2 separate regions of the Zea mays genome follow, and region 2 is linked to region 1. A link is a contact called in public Hi-C data. All regions are on one chromosome and are shown on one strand. The core of a region is the stretch at or near the end of the contact, and the rest is flanking DNA. Distances in the headings are between cores, read along the strand shown.

Region 1 (5,907 bases), core at 1,003-3,502:
AAAAATGAATGCGAATAAAGTTAAGTGACAAGTCATAAGCTACGTACGTCCAAAGTGCCACAAAGGTAGTAGCAGCGAGCAGCCGTGTCTGGATGTTGTGATTGATGTACCCAAGCCAGTCTGCCACAGTCACAGTTAGGCACGTGGAGTTCAGGAGGAACAGGAGCATCCTTACTAGATACGTCCGGATATAACTCCCGAGGACGACCTCTCTTCTGCCACAACGCCTCTCGGTACATGTCTTTCATCTAATAAACGATTATAATTATCACTTGTACCTATTTTGCTTTATAATAAGTCTACACAAACTAATATTCGAAATAATAATATAATAGGTGTATACAAATTATTTAACTAACAACCCAATATACAAAACGAATCAGTTGGAAATCATACCTTGGCCTACGAAGTGAACCAACTCAAATATTTGAATCCAACAATTTTTGACGAAGTTTGGAAATGGGATGAAATGAGCTGCTCTCGGCCAGCCGCGCGGGCGTTTTTATAGGCATTCGTAGCTCGGCGCCAAGATCTGTGGCGCCGAGCTACGAGGCCGCGCCGCCGCCACGTCAGAGCCAGGTAAGCCCTGGACGCAACTAGCCGTTGCGGCCACGTCACAGCTCGGCGCCATAGGCTGTGGCGCCGAGCTGTGTTAGCTCGGCGCCACGGCCTATGGCGCCGAGCAAAGGGTCCAAAACTGCATTTAAAATTTTTTTAGGTCTAAACGTAAATTTACTTCGGTTTAGGGGCTAAAATACAAAAAATTCGGCTTTCAAGACCCAAGGTAAGAAACTTGAGGTAGTCAAAGACTTGACCGAGAGGCTAGATTCTCTTGCCCAAACCTAGGACTCAGCCCTGGTCGAATAAGCAAAGATCACTGAGCTCAAAAGCAATTCTTGTCTGTGTCTGAGAAGGCTATAGACAATGAGAGATCCGTTAATAGAGGATTGGTTGCTCGGTTGTACTTAGCCACCAAGGCCAGAAACTCGGCTGATGAAGAGAAACATTAGTAAGTTCCTAAGCGCTTTGGTCTTTTTAATACTTCCTTATGTTTGCCCAAAACCTGGTCCTGCCAAAAACTTGTTCTTGTCAATCAGTTGTGTCAATATGGACGACTTACATCCATGATGTTGAAGAATGTCATGTACCCAAAGTAGTGTGAAGAGTCCGATAAGAAAAATCACCCAACATTAAATAAATAGTGAGATGGAGAGTCTGAATAGCTGATATAAAATTTAGAAGTAAAAATGTATTGATTGCTGACAAAAAAATCGTAAGATATTAAGATCAATAACAATACTATATGTTATTTATTTTTATCTAATTATTATGCTAATAGTAGCTGATATAACCACACACAGTTATTATACTAGTTTGACCTGTGTAACTGTTGGCCACAGAACAGGCTAGCTACTCGTCATGGGCACTCACTCAGGCGTGCCTGTTGAGTAGGAGCAGTAGTAGTAAAAAAGAAGAAGGAAAAAAAAGCGATCTCTAATCCGCGCGGCGCGGGGGCCATGCTGCCGTGATTTGACTCGTGGAAGCCCTCCTCCACGCTCGCTCCCCATCTTTTTCGTCGCTTTCCACGCGCGCTGTGCTCGCTGCCACGACAAGACGCGACGCCGACGACGTACGGCGCCTTTTCCCACCGCCCGCCCGCGCGCCGGCCAGCCCCCCAGAGATGCTGCCATTTCATTTCCCACCCCATCCCATCGATCGTCACTCTACTACTACTAATATTGAAGGAGCGATTAAAGCCAGCTATTAACATTGAAGGAGTAGTAGAAGCTGCAAATTCAACCCAAACGGATAGATTGTATAGGACTGGAATGAGTTTATTTCTTTGAATCTGATTTTTTTGCGTAAAATTTGATTCGGGGCGCGTATCCACCCACCCACGCGCGCACGCCAGAGAGGCCGGAGCCATGTCCGTCCATGTCGCTCGCTCGTCCCATCAATCAACTCTCCAACAGTCTCGCCTCTTCTCTTCTCTTCTCTCTCTCTTTTCTTTAACTTCTCTCTCCTTCCATCCCCCGCTGCCTCTGCGTGCTCAGCCCAGGGCCAGGGCCGGGCAAGCCAGTACTGCGAAGTCAGCTCGCAGCAGAGAAAGCACCCCCGGCCCACCCCCACAACCACGTACTGTATACTGCTGCCACTGCGCCAGCCAGCACGCTCCTCCACCTCCATGTGCATGCTGCAGCTGGAGCTGCATGTGTAGGCGTGGCCGTGTCCCGTCTCTCGTCTCGTGTGGGGGTGCCTGTGCTCATGCCATTGCCATTGCCATTGCCATGCTGCGTGCCGCTGTTGCCCGTGCTTCACCTGCGCTGCGCCCCCCTGCTCCACTCCATCCTAGTAGCTCTACAGCTTCGAGTAGCTCGCTCTCACTCGCGCTCTCTACCGCTCCGGCTCGCTGAGACCCTGACCCTGTGTCCCTGTCTATATATACACGCGCGCCCCCTTTCCGGGCATCCCTTTTCCTCCCGCCCGCGCCCCCGTCTTTTCCTTTCCGCGTGCCCTAATTTCTCGCTGCGCCTTGTCCCCCACACCTCCCTCCCTCCGCCGCTGGTGCTCTCTCCTCCTATACATACAAACACATACACACAAGCTCGCTCGCTCGCTCACGGGCTGTGAGAGAGGCCGTGGAAAGGAATCTTTCAGCTCACACCTCCCTATCCCTCCCTCCCTCCCTCCCTTCTCCTCCTACTGCTACTGCTCGCCAGGTCCCCTCGCTCGCTCGTCGTCTTCAACCTCACACAATTATTTGTGCTCCCGCTCCTTCCGTCCGTCCTTCCTCCCCCCTCCCCTCTCCCGCTCCTGCTGCCTTGCCTCTCAGCCGAGGGACGCCAAGGTCTCTGCCAGGATGGTGTAGGCCGTGCCTCTGTAAGTTCTTCGTTTCCTAGCTTTACTATCAACGCGCACGTATTAGTTCACTCGTTCGTTCGTCTCTGGTTGTGTGGATTATTGGGGAGGAGTAGCAGTAGTGGCAGTCTGATCTGGTTTAGCATGTCTTCTTGCATTCGGGTTGTTTTTTACGGCACCTCCTACATAGTAGCAGTAGCAGTACTGTGGTAGAGATGTTGATTTGTGACAAGGATTGTTCCTCAGTTTCCGGGTCTTTTATTTTACCAGAGGAAGCGCGCGGGTGCAGCCGCTGAATGTGATGTGTCCCCGGTTTTTTTTCTTCTATTTTTCTCTCTCGTTCTTTATTTCGTGGTATGTGCGCGTGAGCAGGAGAATTTCTTTTTTTGAAAGGCGAGCAGCAGGAGATTGTGTCGTCGATTTCGTTCCCAAAAATTTGGCTATTTAGTTCATGTCCTGCGGCCCCCCTATTTATTTCCTCCTGTTCGTCGGCGAGAACCGTCGGTCGTCTGCCTCGTACGTGAATTCTTCTCGTTCGGCTTCAGGTGTGCGGCGGCGGTCCTGAACTCGTTTTGGTCTGTCAGAATAGTTACTAGTTAGTTTGGTGCCATGGTTCTTCAGAAATCTTCCCGGTCGTCAACGCCATGTTTTCTTCACCCACCATTGTCCAGCTTGATCTCATCTCCCCTGGATGCCCTTTGGAGTATTAACCAATTAAGATCGAGCAAGGATCTGCAGCATGCGAAAATGATGAAGAAACCTTTGGGGGGGGGGAAAAAGAGAAGAGAATCGCTACTCCTATTCCTATATGATACTGTAAAGTTCACATCCAGCAGTCCACTCCAAGCAAGCCCTACGCAGATCCAACAAGTCCCATCCTACCCTTGTACTACATATATGTCGTAGGGTACCACCACACTGATCTGGCGTCGACACGTTGCTGTCCGCATTGTTGGGGCTATGTTTCCTCATCATGGTTTCACCATGCTTTGATTAGACGTAGATTTCGTAGAACCAACCAATCCTCAACAACACCACTTGGCCATCTCATGATTGTGTGTAGGGCATCACTACCCCCCCCCCCCCCCCCCCCCCCCCTCTCTCTCTCTTTCTCTGTCAAAATCTGGTCTTGTCTCCTTCACAGCACCGCCCTCCTTTTTTTTACATACAGTACAGTACAGGAGCCAAATCACTCACCTTCCCCGCCGCTCTTTTTTTCAACCATCCACAACCTCGGCGACGGGACGCATGGGGGAGTAGCACCGCCGTCTCTAACCCGGCGTTAGCAAGGCGCCGGAGCGCGGATTATTAGGGCTTGGTCCCGCGCGTCATCAAGGTCGCATTGACTCAGAGTTTTGCCTCACATTCCCTCGCCTTGGTTTCTAGCTTTTCGCTGGGGTAGAGAGGAGTATTAGGTCGGGCATTTAAACCTGGCAGATTTTAGCTTCGTCCTGGTTCATGCGCCACGTTAATGGCCGACGGCGACCTGGCTGGCTCCAGCAACAAGACAAGCGCGCGAGAAACCAGCGCGCGCGTGCTCGCTCGTAGTGCCCACACCTTTGTCTCCATGTGTATGTGTGGGGGTGTGGGTGGATGCTGATTGATAGCGGCGTCGCCATGAATCCATGCCGCTTGGTCCGGATTGACCTTGGACTGAAGGTTGATGGACAATACAGAGGCTAGTACATTTTTTACAGTGAAATCTACTGTGTGGGTTAAACTCGGGTGGTTACTCACTGCTCTGTCGTAGTATTAACTGGTCAAGTAAGGAACTGGAGGAATTAACTCCTTTTCTTCTGCTCATACTGGAGTAGGTCATGCACGGCAGTGTAAATGTTGCCTGGAGCCAGCTGCAGATCATCCTGTCACCTGAGTAAATTGTGGCCTAACAACTGCACGTCTCTATCCCACCGTTTATTATTTCAAACACATGTCAGGGTCAGAACAGTGTTGTGTACGTCCACTGCTGGTGAGCTCACAGCTCACTCAGCCTTTGAGCTGTTTCTCGAGCGTGCATTGGCGGCCTCTGCACTCTGCAGCAGCGCTGCAGCGACTAGCTAGCTAGCAAGCTTTGCTGGCTAACCACCACTGACGTGGTTGCTTTTGTTCCCCGTCCGGCATGCTAATCACTGTCCTTCACGTAGCAAGATGCTGACTGAGACATATCCGTGGTCTTTGCAGTAGTTATTAGCATATACTTTTTTTTGTTCTTGTTATTTCTTTTTTTCAATCCTCATGAGCTAAAGAGCTAATTAAAGATTTGGTCTTTGTTTTGGCTTCGCATGGTCGGACACATATATACATGGGACCGTGGATGCAATCCAATGCAATGCAAGCAGCGCGCATTATGAGGTGTGGTGGTGAGGGATGGGCGATGGCCTTTGCAGATGAAGGAGCGACAGCGCTGGCGGCCTGAGGAAGACGCCGTCCTGCGCGCCTACGTCCGGCAGTACGGCCCCCGCGAGTGGCACCTGGTGTCGCAGCGCATGAACGTGGCCCTCGACCGCGACGCCAAGTCGTGCCTGGAGCGCTGGAAGAACTACCTCCGCCCCGGGATCAAGAAGGGCTCGCTCACCGAGGAGGAGCAGCGCCTGGTGATCCGCCTGCAGGCCAAGCACGGCAACAAGTGGAAGAAGATCGCCGCCGAGGTGCCCGGGCGCACGGCCAAGCGCCTCGGCAAGTGGTGGGAGGTGTTCAAGGAGAAGCAGCAGCGGGAGCTGAGGGACAGCCGCCGCCCGCCGCCGGAGCCTAGCCCCGACGAGCGGGGCAGGTACGAGTGGCTGCTCGAGAACTTCGCGGAGAAGCTCGTCGGAGAGAGGCCACAGCAGGCTGCCGCTGCGCCGTCGCCGCTGCTCATGGCCGCGCCCGTGCTGCCGCCCTGGCTGTCGTCCAACGCCGGGCCGGCCGCCGCCGCCGCCGCCGCCGTCGCGCACCCGCCGCCAAGACCGCCGTCGCCGTCCGTGACGCTCAGCCTCGCGTCCGCCGCGGTGGCGCCGGGCCCGCCCGCGCCCGCGCCATGGATGCCGGATCGCGCCGCGGCCGACGCGG
Region 2 (5,907 bases), core at 2,326-4,825, 79 kb before region 1:
AGTCGGAGTGACACAGGCGGCGCTGTTCTCTTGTCAGGTCGGTCAGTGGAGCGGCGAAGTGACTGCGGTCACTTCGGCTCTATCGACTGAAGAGCGCGCGTCAGGATAAGGTGTCAGGCCATCCTTGCATTAAATGCTCCTGCGATATGGTCGGTTGGTCGTGGCGATCTGGCCAAGGTTGCTTCTCTCCGAAGACTGGGCCTCGGGTGAGCCGAGGGTGTGTCCGTTGCTTGAGGGGGCCCTCGGGCGAGACGTGAATCCTCCGGGGTCGGCTGCCTTTGCCCGAGGCTGGGCTCGGGCGAGGCGAGATCGTGTCCCTTGAGTGGATTGAGCCTTGACCTTAATCGCACCCATCAGGCCTTTGCAACTTTGTGCTGATGGGGGTTACCAGCTGAGATTAGGAGTCTTGGGGGTACCCCTAATTATGGTCCCCGACAACTTTCTAATGGCTACTTTGAACACTTGAATCTCGAACAACATACAAAGAAGTTCTCTTAGGCTATCGAAGGTTTTCCAACCTCTCTGATCAATCCCTAGTGATTCTTTGAGAGATTGGCCTCCAAAATCCATGAGAGGTATTTCCATCTTGATCTTCAACTTCCAAAGCACTTGGTTCACATTCAAGCTGACATCTTGCGTTTGTTATTCTTGGAGCAAGAGTTTCTAGATGGGTAGGTATTACCCATTGAAGCATTAGGCTGAGTCCAGTGCACAGCCTCCCTCTCGCCACTGCCACGTCAGCTCTCGCCTCCACTCTCGCCCCTGCTGCTCCAGTGCACAGGCTGCAACAGGCTACAGCCTCAGGCTATAGCCACGTCAGCTTTTCTATTTCAGAATTAAGTAATTCACGCGGATTTATTTCAATGCTCAGAAAACACACAACATAATATTTTTTATTGAATTAAAAATTACAAAGTACATAATAATTAAAATAAAATGACATGATAATTAAAATAAAATTACATAACTCTAATCGGACTCCTCGATCTCATCCTCATCTTCCTCCTCTTCACGTTCCGCTTCCGGTTCCTCTTCTTCGTCATCTAGCAGACCAAGTTCTTTTTCGACCATCTTTACGGCCCTGCCATGGGTACGTCTTTCAGCCGGGTCCATATCTCTGGTTGATTGGCCCTTTAGGATGTTCCATTGCTTCAAAAGCTTGGCCTTCACTAATCCACCCCACAAGTTCTTTATTTTGAATGCTTCACTTGTTGATTCGCTGCTCGTGGCTTCCTTCCCTTTCCCCTTCATCTTTGTCTTTCGCGCAGCCGCCTTTGCTCTATCACGCCCCACTGGTCGGGGCACTTCCTCCTCGGTGTCTTCAGTGCCTCCAGAACTATATTCACCAGAGACTCCGAGTCGGGTTCTCTTATTCGCAGTCGAATCAGATCCATTACCAAGACCATGCTTTGCTGACCACTTGGGCTCGTGGCGAACAACTTGCCACCAATGATGGCGCTTAAATGGATGCCCCATTTTACCCTCGAACCTCGCCATTGCTGCATCCATGACCATTGAATCGTCAGCTCCGCTCTGACGCAACCTTTCTTCTTGGAGGTAGAATCCATTGAACTTGGTCACCTCCCGGTTGTAGGTGACCCAATGATCTTTAAGTTGCTTGGCGGTTCGATGACAGATAGGGTCGGAGGTGGAGTTATATGTTGCCACTATTTGGCCCCAGAAACTTGATCCGCTCTTATTGTTGCCGGAGATGGGATCATTAGAATGCATAAACCAAGCATTAACCTACAATAAAACCTATAATATAAGTAAACTAAAAAAATCAAGATTAAATAAATGAGAAACGATTCACTCACCAGCTTTTCCTCGTCTTCCTTCGTCCACTCTAGCCTCTTTGGACGCTTTTCCTTCGGCACGGGATTTTCCTCAGCTTGGTTTTCAGATCCAACAGATAAAGGTGCAACTGGAGGAGGTGCTCCATACGTAGGTGGAGCATATGGATGAGGTGCTCCATATGGAGGTGGAGCATATGGAGCATAAGGAGGTACTCCATACGGAGGTGGAGCATATGGAGGAGGGGCGTATGGAGGTATCTGGAAAGAAGCTTGACTTCCGTCCGCAGCAGGTGGGGGAGGGGCATACGGACGTACCGGGAATGAGGCTTGAATTCCGGCTTGGGAAGTTGGAGGTTGACCATATGAAGACGATGGATATTGATACAAATGATAGGGATAAGGGTATGGTGGTGGACGTGCAGCCGGAAATAGTGCACGGGGGAGTGAGGCTGAAACATCGGAGCGACGATGTAATGAAGAAGACTCATCTAACGGAAGGGTTGTAGGTGACCCATCGGACTGCAAGAGATCCGTGAAGGTGTTCAAATCTGGGGACCAACCCGACATTGTGTGAAGAAAGGGGAGTTTGGAAGAGAAAAATGAGATGGAATGGTGTGTGGAATGAGCTCCACCCGGGTAGGGGTATATATAGAGGGATTGGGGATGAAATTTGTGATTTTTTGCAATTTTTTCGAATTTTTTGGACTCCAAACGGTAAAAAACGGCTAGTTGCAACGGCTAGCACACGTGGACCCCGCTCCCGCCCTCCTCTCGCCCGAGCACGCTCTCCAGTGCAGGCGAGAGCGAGGCGACAGGCACGCTGTCGCCGGGCGACGCGGCCATCGCCCGCTCCCGCTCTCCCGCCCCTCTCCCGTCCCACTCTCGCCCCCGTACGCTCCTCTCGCCCGTGCTTCCCGCCTGCACTGGCACCAGCCTTATAATCTCTTGTGTGCTCTCTAGGAAGTTTGTACTCGCTCTAAAAATATAGTAAGAACTCTAAAGCTTTAAACTTGCTCTATTGCACTGAGAAGGGGATAGGATTTCATGAAACCTTAGTTTTTGTGGCTTCCTCAGTAACGTGGAGATATGCTAGTGTTTGTTTTGTTATTTATTGTTATTTTTGTGCTCTACTTGTGCTGGTTATAAAATTATGAGGCATGGTGTTAAGGTTGTCTTCGGTGGACCATATAAAATAAGGGAAGGCGGCACTCAGGGATGGAGGCAGTGGCGGGGTGGACAGGGCTCGAGCCACCCTATCGCCACGAATCAATGGAGTCCCACCCGGAGCCTCTCTAACATTCGAAATTTACACAATATAATGTAGAAGGAGCTCTTATACTGTAACAGTTTAGTTTAGTCCCTTCTAATTTTTTTCTAGCTCCGTTACTCACAGTACCATAAATGATAATGTTTGATATTGTTCAGTAGAGTGAAGCTTTAAAAAAAGAGGATGAGATAATAGATAATACAGGACCTATTGGACATAGCCTAGCGTGACTCCATGTGGCCATTAGCACGATGTAGAAATTAGGATTGTTCCGGTCCTTTTTTTATATATATGGACGGAGGGCCGGAGTACTCGTACGTCGTAGTGCGTGATGCCGCGTGAGTGATCCATCGGTCCGTCCGGAGGCTGTAGGCAAAAGTACTAGTGTACTCATAGCCTACAGGTGCCAAGACGTCGCGTCACCTGATAGGTGACTGCCGTACCGTACGCTGGTGAGACGAAACGTCCCGCTCCCTGATCCACCGCGCGCATGCAGCATCTGCATGACCGACCGGCCGGCCTGAGCAGCTGCCAGGGTCGCTGCCGCACAGTGACCACACACACGTACCAGGGTACCAGCAGCTGCGGTCTACTTGTACGTAGGAGTACGTATAGACCCGTAGGACGGTAGGAGTACGTCGTAGGCGCCTGCACGCAGCACGCAGGGTCTCGAGCTAGCGGGCGCCCTGCGGCTGCCGTATGCATGCCTGCCGGCCAGGTTGCCACAGGCCACACAGCCCACAGGGGTGTCAGCTAGCTCCAAGCTTGCCATTTGCCAGGCCAGGTGCCCAATGGCACACACGCAGGTGCATGGGCGTTTCCTTGCGCCGCTCACCTTTGCCGTTCTCACGTCTCGCTCGCCGCTGTGCGCTGCCAGCGTTGTACCCGCAGCCTCTTAAATGCTCCCATGCAACAGCGCCGCTACAGCATGCTTCCATCGACTCGCTGCCTTTTTCCTGGGATTTGGTGGTGGGCTGCTGCCCGCGGCGGAAAATGGAAGCCACCGGATCAACGTTGTTTCCATGTTGCCAATTTAGACTTAAGTTTTGGCCGGGCTATTTGGAAACGGCACGGCACGGCACGACACGACGCGAAGAAAAATAGACCAGACCAGTAGGGCACCAATGGTCAGGTCGTATCGTGCCTCAAACTTAAACACGATAGATAGCATGGCACGACACGACTAGATGAGAGCTGTGTTCGGGTCGATATGGCAGGAAGTAAGGCACAAGGTAGAAAACTAGTGTTTTAGTGGTTATTTCATGCTCTAATAATTTTTATCTCTTCACAAAAGTTATACAATCTCATTTGATTTTTAACCTATAGAAAAGTTATGAATAATTTGAAGATGTATTTTTTTAGACATGTACAAGTTTTTTTCTACGTGATGTGCTTGGGCTGGCACGTAGTGCTTTTGGGCCAAGCCGGGTCTAGCTTTTAGTATCTGGGCACGGCACGACCCAGTCCGAAATTATTCAGTACCGTGCTAGCCCAAAAAAAGTTAGATCAGAGCACGATAGGCCTTGGCGGTGCTGGCTTGGCGCGACCTAAACTTTCAACTCTATCGACGCCACCACTTGGGTTGAAAAATAACTTGAGTGTCATAAACAGGGTTGGGCCTGTTCCACTCAGAGAGACTCGCCAGCCTAAATGATTTTGTGCACTTTTGCGGTTCATTGGAGCAGCGAATCAAGCCAGCTTGGTTAGGCTCGTGAGCTAGCCTCATCGATACGGTGTTACACCGTTATACTATTATATTATTGTTGTGTGGATTTATTTTCTTATTTTTATAGACTCAATGCTAGGTGTAGTCTGAAAAATGTTGCTAGATTTTTTTGGTACATAATTATATAATAATATAAGTATACCATTTATACTCTATATGTGATTTAGTGTGGAGGCTCAAGAGCTAGCTTGTGAGCTACCATCGAGTGGAACCAAGTCTCATCTTTCAGCTCACAATACAACTAAGTCGAACTGGGCCTGGCTCGCTGGTTCACCAGCTCAGGTCGACTCGTTTTCTGCCCTAGCCATCACCACCATGAGCTTTTGTCAAAGGCAACAACATTGTATCCAAATCTATTTTATGTATGTGTAGCAGTGCAGGTCTCTCACTTGCCCACTTGTTGAGACTTGAGATGTTAGATAGTAGCACAAGTAGTCTAGCAGACTAACAAATATCCATTCATTTCTTGGTGGCATACAAATATAATCAAGTTGTATTACTGTTGATTTTATGTAAGGAAACAAGAGGGAAGCAAGTGAAGTTGGTGGTCAAAGTCTACCTATGAGAGTCAACTTATTAGTGTGTCCACCTCACCTTCAGCACAAAAAATGCAGATGAAAATCAAGTGGTTGGCACTAGCACCAGTGGTGGCGGTGGCACAACAACATGGAGACCTAGAACTAAAGTTGGTGGTGTTAACACTAACCATAATACCCAAGAACCGGATGTTATTGTTGCTGGAGATATAGTAGCCCTTGATGACAAAGAAGGGGTTGTGGGTTCATCAAAGAGGGCAAAGAGGTGCACCTCTACTATGCCAATGTATTTCACCAAGCATACTATTGTCATAGAGGAGGGTGGCAAGAAGTATGAGTAGTTGTGGGTAGGGATGTTCCTAAACATTCAGAATTATATGACAAATCTAATATTTTAACATAGATATGCAAAAACAATTGGTGCTAATTTTTAGTCATGTTGTTAAGAATATTATGAAGTACAAGAATAAAATTGTTTATAATTTTTTATGTGCTTTATTTTCTCCCTACAACAAAAAAGGTGAAAAACATTGGAATCCGTATTTGTATCCATATTAAAATTTTATATCAATTACTTAATAA

What was found. Hi-C and Micro-C count contacts between places; a contact is called where the count stands out from the background.
Region 2: a contact with region 1 is called in a Hi-C map of ear, with 2.3 times the contacts expected there. The contact joins the enhancer-like site here to the promoter of LOC542488 in region 1. A contact is called at or near these places in 2 of 25 Hi-C or Micro-C datasets (ear and endosperm).

What each region holds. Positions count from the first base shown.
Region 1 is chr1:158,673,144-158,679,050 of Zm-B73-REFERENCE-NAM-5.0, reverse strand. It overlaps LOC542488 (rough sheath 2), which reads left to right and starts at 2,252. Exons shown (of 2, transcript NM_001112039.2): 1 at 2,252-2,880; 2 at 5,199-5,907. The coding sequence starts at 5,247.
Region 2 is chr1:158,753,834-158,759,740 of Zm-B73-REFERENCE-NAM-5.0, reverse strand. No RefSeq gene overlaps it. Among protein-coding and RNA genes, the nearest start is that of LOC542488, 80 kb to the right of the region's middle. Within about 2 kb of position 3,575, at least 11 of the 20 cell types and tissues checked have an H3K27ac peak or open chromatin away from gene starts, as enhancers often do. A contact at or near this core is called in ear, where this site is marked.